Regions from separate parts of the Pan troglodytes genome. Here regions 2 and 3 are each linked to region 1. Evidence: chromatin contacts called from public Hi-C data. All regions are on one chromosome and are shown on one strand. Each heading gives the region's core, a stretch centred on a gene start, on an enhancer-like site or on the middle of the called end of the contact. The rest is flanking DNA. Distances are from core to core; before and after follow the strand shown. Region 1 has its middle 95 kb from the start of MIR148A. Region 2 has its middle 31 kb from the start of NPVF. Region 3 has its middle 74 kb from the start of NPVF.

The links. A called contact is a pair of places that touch in the nucleus more often than the background predicts.
Region 2: a contact with region 1 is called in a Hi-C map of stem cell-derived neural progenitor cells, with 3 times the contacts expected there. The contact joins two enhancer-like sites. A contact is called at or near these places in 3 of 7 Hi-C or Micro-C datasets (blood, induced pluripotent stem cells and stem cell-derived neural progenitor cells), 1 of 1 datasets of contacts at active chromatin or transcription factors (stem cell-derived excitatory neurons) and 1 of 1 other capture datasets (stem cell-derived neural stem cells).
Region 3: a contact with region 1 is called in a Hi-C map of stem cell-derived neural progenitor cells, with 2.9 times the contacts expected there. The contact joins two enhancer-like sites. A contact is called at or near these places in 1 of 7 Hi-C or Micro-C datasets (stem cell-derived neural progenitor cells) and 1 of 1 other capture datasets (stem cell-derived neural stem cells).

What each region holds. Positions count from the first base shown.
Region 1 is chr6:31,657,732-31,660,957 of NHGRI_mPanTro3-v2.0_pri, forward strand. No RefSeq gene overlaps it. Among named protein-coding and RNA genes, the nearest start is that of MIR148A, 95 kb to the right of the region's middle. Within about 2 kb of position 1,705, at least 14 of the 24 cell types and tissues checked have an H3K27ac peak or open chromatin away from gene starts, as enhancers often do. A contact at or near this core is called in stem cell-derived neural progenitor cells and stem cell-derived neural stem cells, where this site is marked.
Region 2 is chr6:31,072,639-31,075,864 of NHGRI_mPanTro3-v2.0_pri, forward strand. No RefSeq gene overlaps it. Among named protein-coding and RNA genes, the nearest start is that of NPVF, 31 kb to the left of the region's middle. Within about 2 kb of position 1,758, at least 9 of the 24 cell types and tissues checked have an H3K27ac peak or open chromatin away from gene starts, as enhancers often do. A contact at or near this core is called in stem cell-derived neural progenitor cells, where this site is marked.
Region 3 is chr6:31,115,431-31,118,656 of NHGRI_mPanTro3-v2.0_pri, forward strand. No RefSeq gene overlaps it. Among named protein-coding and RNA genes, the nearest start is that of NPVF, 74 kb to the left of the region's middle. Within about 2 kb of position 1,486, at least 4 of the 24 cell types and tissues checked have an H3K27ac peak or open chromatin away from gene starts, as enhancers often do. A contact at or near this core is called in stem cell-derived neural progenitor cells and stem cell-derived neural stem cells, where this site is marked.

The sequences.
Region 1 (3,226 bases), core at 455-2,954:
TTTTTAAAACGTCAAGGTTTACGACAAATTGTTGTCAACCAATCAGCATCCTACTTTGACGTGATTGGCTTCTACTGTAGATGTCAATCATCGAAAATTTGCATACTACTCCTCAGGCCGCCGGGAGCCTGTCAGTCGGCTGTGGCAGCTGGAAGAGAAGGAATCGGACGGAGAAGAATGAAAAGTCACTTTGCTTTCGCAAAGCGAAAGAAAAGTATTCTTTTCCTCATTATTTTTAAATAAATTTGATTGTATATTTACCTAATAAAATAAACATTCAATTAAACAAAAATAAGCAACTATCAAAGATTTGTTTACTAATTTTCGTAATGTTTGCTGTTTCAATAAGTAGCCAAAGGAATATTAAAACACAAAAATATGAATGCTGATAATTTTATGTCATAAATGACCATTTTAAAACTAAAAGTGAACATGGGGCTTCTAAATAAAATTACCGTGGTAGCGTAAAAACACTGCTTTCAATACTTGGGCATGCTGAAAGTGCTGCATCCTAAGATAAAAAATACACCAAGGGGGGGATTTCAAAGAACATTATTTTGCTTTTAATAATCCTGTATTTCTGTCACTTTGCCCTTTTTATTTATTTACCGTGAACTCACAGACAGAATATTACTTGGAGTTTCTGCAATACTTGTGTTTGTACATTTCTCATCTTACACGTATCCACACACCCCAAAATAAAAAAACAAAGAAGAGGATCTCAGGGACTGAGAAGTCATTACCGGTTTTAAAATTCAGAATTCGTAAAACCGAAGCTCTAATTTGTCAGTTACAAAATTCTTCTAGAACCACTGTAATTTAGAATATGTGCAGAACTATAAGATGTTTATTATTTCCTTAAAATATATGTGAGTACAAACCAAAAGTTAACAGCTTATAATAGGAAAGCACTCTCCAGCCTTCTGCCCACCTCCATCACGCCGCGGAAACTTGTCTGAAAGGAGAATTTGGATGCAACAGGGCAACGGAGCGACGTTTCTCCTCTGCACTAAGCCAGCCCTCGCCTCTGAAGAATTTTGTACCAGGCGTTCACTAGCACCGAGATGAACTGGAATTATTTCCACAGCATTAACCGAGTTAGGAAGTTTTTTTCAAACTTTGCATTTAACGGATTTTTTCCATCGGCATTTTATCTTTGCCACCATCGTTTTACTGGTTGCTGCATCTTTCTAGTTTTCTTTCCTTTTCTTTTTTTCTTGCTCTTATCCTACCTTTGTTTGCTTTCTCTCTCTCTCTTTTTTTTTCTCCCAGTTAAGGATTGTCACAGTGTGCCGGGTGTCTTTGTAAGTTCGTCCCTCGTCTTCATGATTACAAGAGGCTGATATATGTGTACCTGTGCCTACAGGGGAACTGAACAGGGCTAAGTGAGTGCTGAGAGGAGGTGGGGGAGAGATGTGTGCTGCAGATGAAGGTACGGCTGGGATGTGAAGCTAATTTAGTGTGTGCTTTACAAGGAATGCACAAATCAACACAGCGCTCAAATTAAATCTCTTCTTGAGGGGCTTAAGTATCTTCTTCAGGAAGAGTAAAGCATATCTTCTAGTTCTACTTCCTCCCCGGTTAGCCAGCTGCTGGAGAGCCCCCTCAGTAAATTCCTTCCAGATCGACTTCAGTGTGGGTGAGAGCGCAGTCTGTGACCACCAGCGCTTCTGACTCAGCGGAAAACGCCGGCAAAGAGGACTACACCTCACCGCGGCCGGCAAAAGCGGCCTCAGCTCCAGCACTCACAGCCACCACTTTCACCGTCGCCCCGCCACCACCACCTTCGCTGCCTCAACCCTGAGACACACAGACACACACACACACACACACACACACAAACACCTCTCCCTGCTGTCAATCATACATGCGCGCCATAGGGCGCATGCGCGCTGGTGGACTCCGGCCCCCACCGATCCTACGCCCTGTCTCTGCGACTGGGTCCAGACGGACCAATAAGAGAGCGGATTCGGGGGCGGGCCACAAGGAAGTAGCCAATGAGAGCGCGGTTGGAAGCCAGGGCTAGAGAGGAGTAAATCCATCTGTCGTCCGCGTTCTGCCGCCCCCGCGATGATTTATGCGTCCTTTTTATTATTTGTAACACTTTGGGAAGTTATTAAAAGGAAGATCTACCGCTTCCTCCTTTTGGGTGAAACTGGATGGCAATGTTTGTCACTGGCCCTTAATAGGGAAGAGTGTGGCGAGGTGGAGGGCCGTTGGACGCTGGGTTTGTTTGTGTGGGTCCTGTTTTTTATTACAAGACACATTATCCTTTTAATTACAAGCTGTAGACAGGGCCAACTTCGAAGGTCTTCGTGGCGGAGTGATCTTGGATCATTCAGGGAGCTGAAACCCGATGACTTCTGACTTTCGCGTCCGTACTCTTGGCGTTGGGAGGAGCCTCTCAGGAAGGTGTTGCAACCTTTGGTTGTACCAGAAGGAAATAAGCAAACTCCCATCACCCCCACCCCCATTCCCCGCCTTAACACGGAGTAAACTTTGGCCTTTTTCCGCTTGGATGCTCATTAAGAGTTAGTTGACTTTGTAGCGGATGCAATAAAATTTGGATGGTTTCAGGCCCCCAAACAATCCTGGTTTCTGTTTTCCTCTCTCCCCAGGCACACCCCCAAGGAAATTGCCTTTTCAGCAGGCGCCTGCGGGAAAGAACCGCAGGAGACAGATTCCCTTTAGAGACCTGCATGGGGAGGAGGGAGATATGGAAATAAAGAGGGCCAAGGTAAGAGTACGGAGAGGCCATAGAGGACTTGCATGTTTGGGTGTGAGTTTTCTGGCCAACTAGGGGGAAAATCCACAAACCTGCGGTATCTGGTGGATGCGCTGAAAAATTAGCTCTCACCTGCAGTTACTCAACCCTCGTGCGCTTCTGCTCTGCCGGGAACGGCCAGTCTCCGAGGGCGGAATAAGTATGGGTATTGAAAGGCAAGTAGGAAACAGCCAAAGAAAAGAACGGATACAAATTTTCTACTCCCGACCTCCAAACCAAAATCGCACTTTCAAACGTAAAACGCAATTCCAAGAAGACTGGGATGTACGGAGTATGCGATGCCTCTGTTCAATAGGTCACTGTCAGGAACTTCAGTCTCTGGTGTTCAGATATTTGTATTTGAAATTAAGAAAATCAACGCAGGAGGGGTTGCTGGAGGATAAAGTGGGGTGACGAGAGACCGAAGGAGGGGGAGGAGGAGAGGGGTAGAAGGAACCAAGA
Region 2 (3,226 bases), core at 508-3,007, 590 kb before region 1:
GCAGAGGGTTCATGGATTACAACGAGTAATACTATACTAGTTGTGCACACAGAAGGTAAACGATGGGCAATACTTGAGTGGTATTTAGTTCTTCCCTTACCTGCGGATATTTTGTGCCGATTTGGAGGCCATGGGTGGGCACTTCATGGCATTTCTATCTGCTGCTATGGAAGAGAGCTCTTCCCGCCCCCATCCTATGCAGAATCTTTAGATTGAGAGGGGTATGGGAGTCTTCCTTCTACATTTCCCAAACAAAGACATAGCTCAAACAACTTGTCACATGAGGTGGTTAGGAGGCTCCCCGGTGCATTTGGAAGGGAGAGAAAGCTACAGAGTATACAGGGAAATTGAGCAGGCAGCCACGTCTCCAAGGCATCCATTAGAGAATGGAAAGAGCTGGCTAACTTTGAGTTATAGGGTCATAATTCCATCTCAGGATTCTGGCAATAGCATAAACCACTAGATCTCTTCCTTGGTAGTTTATGAACACTTTGCCCTCCCTACCCTCACCCCACCTCCTGCCTTGGAAGATTAATAGCTCTGTAAATTACAGTTGTATTAAAATATATGTATTATATCTTGATATGAGGCTTTCATATGGGTATGAAAGCGCCCTCAACTTCCACCTCCCTGGGTGACATGTCTTGCTTTGTGTACTAATGCAGTTTCAGCGTTGAAAAAAAAAGGACTTCCAGACTGACAGAAGCACCACAAAAGGCTGTGGCCTTTCAGTAAGACTATTCTGGGCTGGGAATCAGCAAATGTAAAAGTACAGAGGCAAGAAAAAGATGGACATTAGGGGATGCCCAGGAGAGAAATGTGGTTGAAGTAGAGAACTTGAGTAGGTTGAGACTATGGTGTGTGTGTGTGTGTGTGTTTGTGTGTGTGTGTGTTTGCGAGAGAGAGAGAGAGAGAGAGATCCTGAATAATGCACGAGGTATTTGGACTTTGAAGGCAACATACCTTTGAAGATTTCTGGGTAGGGATGTGACATGATGAAAATGATGTCCAGGGTGGACTGGTTGCTCAGGATGGCCCTAGGGATGACGGGCTGCCTGTAATAGGACCACGAGGGAAACAAGGAGCTTTATCTTGAGGCTGTATTGCCACATGAGCATTGGTTTTCGATTGCTTAGATTGCATGTATTTGGAGTGGCTCAGCGGGAGCTGGTGGGATCAGCATTAGGTGTCTTTACTGCTTTTTTAAAAAAGAGGGCAGATGAACCCATTTTGTCTTTCTGCCTCCTGGTTCTCTATGAAGCTATGCTTACGCCTAGATTTCTTACTTTGCATATAAACATGTCATATCCGTATCCTATTTCTGGGACAGAGCCACAGCGTGTGAAAGCCAGGTATCTCAATCTCTGGTTCAGGATCTACGATGTCATGTTGTTATCCCTTAAAGTGATTATTCTCTAATTATTTATTGAAATTGTCTTTCCTGAATTCCTCAAATCAGAGTCCAGATCCTCCCCCAGACACGGGGTCTGGGCCACTGAATAACACAGTGGAGGGCTCAGGAAAGCGAAGGGGAAGGAAGAAGTAGAGGGGATGAAACAGAAAGAAGACGAAAGGAAGGAGAAGAGGAAAAGGGGGAAGTAGGACAGAGGGGAGGGAAGAAAGAAGAGCAGTTCAAAGATAGAATGGTGGTAAAAGGGCGCCAGTCGCTACAAAAATTGCTGCCCTAGAAGCGAGAGGAAGGTGTCCTGGTGTGTAAAAGCAGCCTCTCACTTTCACCACGTGGGGGCAGACTCTACTTACAAGAAAAAGCAACAATTTGCAATGGCTTCCGGGTCAAAGTGATCCTCTCGGCACACGGAGGATTCGGTATTGAGCCGATCACTCACTCCCTGAGGTTCTTCTAGTCCCTCAACAGCTGGAGCCCCATCTCTGGGCACAATGTCAGTGTGGATTAAAGAAAAAAAGAAGGCCAACTTTGCTCAAACTTAGATTTTCACATCATGTGGAGTATAGAATTACAGTTGAACAGATACCACGTAGAACAAAACATTTTGCCGTTTCACCTTATTATTTAAAATATAGAATTGCCCAGGCTTTTATGCAGTCTCTCATTTCTTTATGTCTTTTCCTTTACTGAAGAGTTATTGCATATACATTATATGTGCATCGTTCAAGGAATTTCCAAACGTTGGAAAGCATTCTTCTTAATTTCTTCCAGCTCCTTCTCAGTCTTTGCTTGTTATATTTTTAGCCTAAGGTGATAAAAATGCATGGGAACGTCTACGTTAGTTTCTTAAAAAAAAAAAAAAAACTCATAAACTCTGAGCCTTTGCATTAAAGGGATATTTTTATTTGGAGAATGGTTGAAAACAACCAAACTACTGCAGGTAGTTCTGTGGTGCTGTAAAAGCAATCGTTGCAAGTGTCTGATTGCCTCTGAGCACAATGCGACTAGCATAGGGCTAACAGGGCGAAGTGCCAACTGAGATATTAAAGGGGACCGATTTCCTCCAACCCCCCAAGTTGTTAAGTATTATTATCCCTGAAAACAGCATTTCAATGTCCATTTTGTTTTCCTTTTGGTAGATTTTTTCTTTTTTGAACAATATAGAACAAGTTAACTCCAGCAAGTATGTATGTTTTCTAAGATAGACTTTCTAAGTAGCCAATTAAAAACAGAATCTCTTGAAAATAAAAATATTCTCTTTAGAATGGTGATTGGGCCTCTGAGATAAAGAATCTCATTTGCAAGTTTAAAAGGAATAAGAACTTTCTATTATCTACAGACTGAGTAAGTGCTGAGAAAAAGGCAATTTTGCTATTCCCTATTCCCCCCCAAAAAATTAAAAAATAGAAGGATAGCAAATTGACTGGACAATTGTGGGAAGTTTGGCTCCATCAGTCTCATGATTTTCAGTGTGTCCAGGTTAACAATAAAACTTAGTTTATGTGAGTATATGAGGTAGTGGTGTCATTCCAGTTGTCTGTTTAATCTGGTGGCACAAGAAGTAGCAAAGCTACTGTTTTGTAGCAAGGTCTTGGGGCCTACCGTTTCCTCATTCCTAAGTTTAAGGAGAAGAGCATTACCTCCACTTAAGATTTACATAACTTTTTATGAAATACCTTCACGCTAATTTAGTCCACGGCCCCTTTAATACATATAATCCATTACAGTGCTGCGGAGATGATTACTTCCGGATGTGGTTTCTGTTCTCTCCCTCTGTTTCACAAGCTGTGTGCCGACGTTATGAAGCTCTTGCAAGGA
Region 3 (3,226 bases), core at 236-2,735, 540 kb before region 1:
TTAGCTTGCATTATAAATGTAACACGCAAGAAGTTTGTATTATCTGTTGTGTTTCCAATTACAAATTTAATCTGTACTAGGATTTAATTTTTACTTTTAGTTTTAAATAGATTAGAATAAGGTTTTAAACAGCAAGATAGTTTCTGGAGAAAACTGGATTTGATACTTTATCCTGGCCTTTCTTTAATTTGCAGAGTAAATACTATATTATGCTCTATAAAGTGTCACTAAAAAGGAGAATTTGTATTAAGCATCAAATATGTAGCTGAGACTATGTTAGATGCTTTTCATATGTTCACATGTATCTCTCTATTAACCTTATGAAATGTTATTATACCTTCTTTTTATAAGCCTTCTCCCCCCACCCACCGTCCGCCTTTTTTTTTTTTTTTTTTGAGACAGAGTCTTGCTCTGTTGCCCAGGCTGGAGTATAGTGGCACAATCTCAGCTCACTGCAACCTCCGCCTCCTGGGTTCAAGTGATTCTCCTGCCTCAGCCTCCTAAGTAGCACGCACACCCAGTTGTATTTTTAGTAGAAACAGGGTTTTGCCATGTTGGCCAGGCTGGTCTCAAACTCCTGACATCAAGTAGGAGGCCTGCCTCGGCCTCCCAAAGTGCTGGGATTACAGGCGGGAGCCACCATGCTCAGCCTCTACCTTCTTTTCAAATGAGTAACCTGAGAATCAGAGAGGTTGAGGCACTTGCTCAAGTTTCCATAGCTTTTAAATGGCTGATTCCTGTTCCTTATTATCATCATTAATGATGATAATTATTATAGCCACAATTTGTGAGTACTTTCTAGATGTCAAAAATTTACATACACCTGTATTTTATTCAGGCATCAAAGGAATTAATGTTCACATTTGATCAGTGAAAATATGAAAGATTATGGTTAAGTACATTTTCTAAGGTCACACAGCTAGTTGGTGACAGAGTGGAGTTTGAGATTTTCATCGTTGTAAAACAATACTTTTTTATGTATGTTTCACAAACTCTTCCTATGTTTTTACTAATGGCACTATTGTTAGAATAAGTGACTTATTTCCATGGTGATTCTCAAGGACAACATTTTTCATTCATACGATAAACTATGGCATACTTATTAAAGTCTCATTGCTTTGCAGTTGTACCTTCCACATGCTTCTGTTGTGACCTATATCCTTTGGTGATCTGGCAGTGGGTCATTTTCGTGGTGATCAAATATGTATGTATGTAAATACAAAATTGTTTGTTTTATTCATCTGCTTTCCTTCCAGTCTAAACACTGAGCTGAAATTGAGACATTGGACATGATAGTTTGTTGAAGTTTGACATTTCTGTCCAAGATTTGTTTGGCCAACCTTTGAAAGCCTGAGTTTAAACTATTCCACAAGCATCAGTCAAAACACATGAGAATCATGGGAAAGGAGGGCGCTTTTCCTGCACAGCTGCTCTGCAGAAGGGGAATTGCATGGCGAGGCATCTCCTCTTGGCCAATGTTAGGAGAGAGAGGGCTTTTCCTTCCTCAGGAGAACAGCTCCCCTTCTCTTCACATCCCTAAATAATGCAGGAATGTCACATTGCTTGCATTCTTTTGATGCTTGTCCTGACTTTGATTTTGCTCTGGTACTTGTCTGAAAACAGAGCTGTCAGCACCTTCATTTTTTTGCTCATCCTGTTTCCTAGCCAAGGATAAGTAATAACGGGTTTAAATTCCCAAGTGCCTGCATTTGGCTCTGAAATAGCAGTGGGCAATCGTTTCACCCTCATCCCTCCTATTTTAGGGTTCAAATAGAAATCTTAGCTGTGTCCTTCCCTCAGAGTTTCCTGGCTCCCAGTGGTTTCTGGGTGATGGCCAGAGATGAGGACCCCACCCAGGCTATTCTCTGAATTTGAGAGTTGTCTGATCCTTCACTACCACCAACTGTCAGTGACGTACATTCCCAAGCCCTCTCTTGATCTTGCTTGCTTTCTTGCTTTTAAGATTGAGATGCTTCTGAGATGTAGAGTAATATCAGATCGCCTAACACCCTGAAAGAGAGAAACTTCAACACTCAGGGAGCTTTCATGTTTATTAGAGAAAAGAACCCGGTGGTCTGGACAGAGTTGGTGCTTTGCCAGCTAATGAAGCAGTTTCTCTTTCACAGACCTCTGAGAAATACTGGTAGGCTCTTCATGTTCTTTGAATATGGAGCCCACTGGTGACTTGATAAAGGAAATCACTTAGTTGTTGAAGAATTAAATAATGTACTAAGAGTATTTCAATTAGCAAGTATTCAATTAAAAAATAATTACGACATCCACTTATTCATTCAACAACACCTTCTTAAGTATTTACCAGGGAAGCAGGTAGAGTATTGAAGTTTAAAAACACAAACTCCAGGATGAGACAACCTGGTTTCAAATCCTGATTCTTCCATTTATGAGCTCTGTGATCTTGGGCAGATTACCTAAGCTCTCCTGACTTAGTTTACCCATTTATAAAATGGAAATAATTATAATATGTGCCTCAGAATTATTTTGAGGATTAAATATAATATGTAGGGAGCTCTTGGCATGTAGAAATGCTTTAACAACTGTTGTTGATTAAGTCACTGTGCCTGTTCCTAATTAGTTACAATTAAGGGAAGGTTCCTCCCATGAAATTTTTGATAATGTATTTAAAGAGTCAAAGTATAGACACAGAACACAAAGTACAGAGTTGAGTAACAGTATGGAATCTGTCACAAAGACTAAGTATTAGTGACCTTTCATATCCCTTTCAGGTTTAAGATTCCAATAATACAGGCTTGAGGTTTCCCAGGAAGATGTGACTCTGTGCCTGCGTAGCCAGAGAAAGCGTAAGGGAGTAGGGGGACTGTCACGATCCAAACCCAGTTTGTTTCACTTCTTTCTCATCACATTCTGATTGCCTCTTCCCGCCATCCATCTTCCAGCCAGCAACCTCATCTAACTGAGCTTCTCAGTCACCTGAAGTCCCTTTTGCTTTTGCGGGTTCATGACTTTGCACACAATTCTTTCCTTCACTGCATTTTTTTTCTAGCTATGATAGAATCAGGAACCGTTTAAAGCCGTGGATCATTTGCCTGCAAAATAAGCCAGAACTAATGATTCTCCCACTTCTCCAGCATATCCCCCTCCAGCAGCCTCCACTGGCTAACTCTGCTCCTGGACTTCACCAGACTTGGCCTCTCAGCCTGCAACTGCCCTCTCCTTTATCTTGATTCTCAAATGTGAAAGGAGGAGC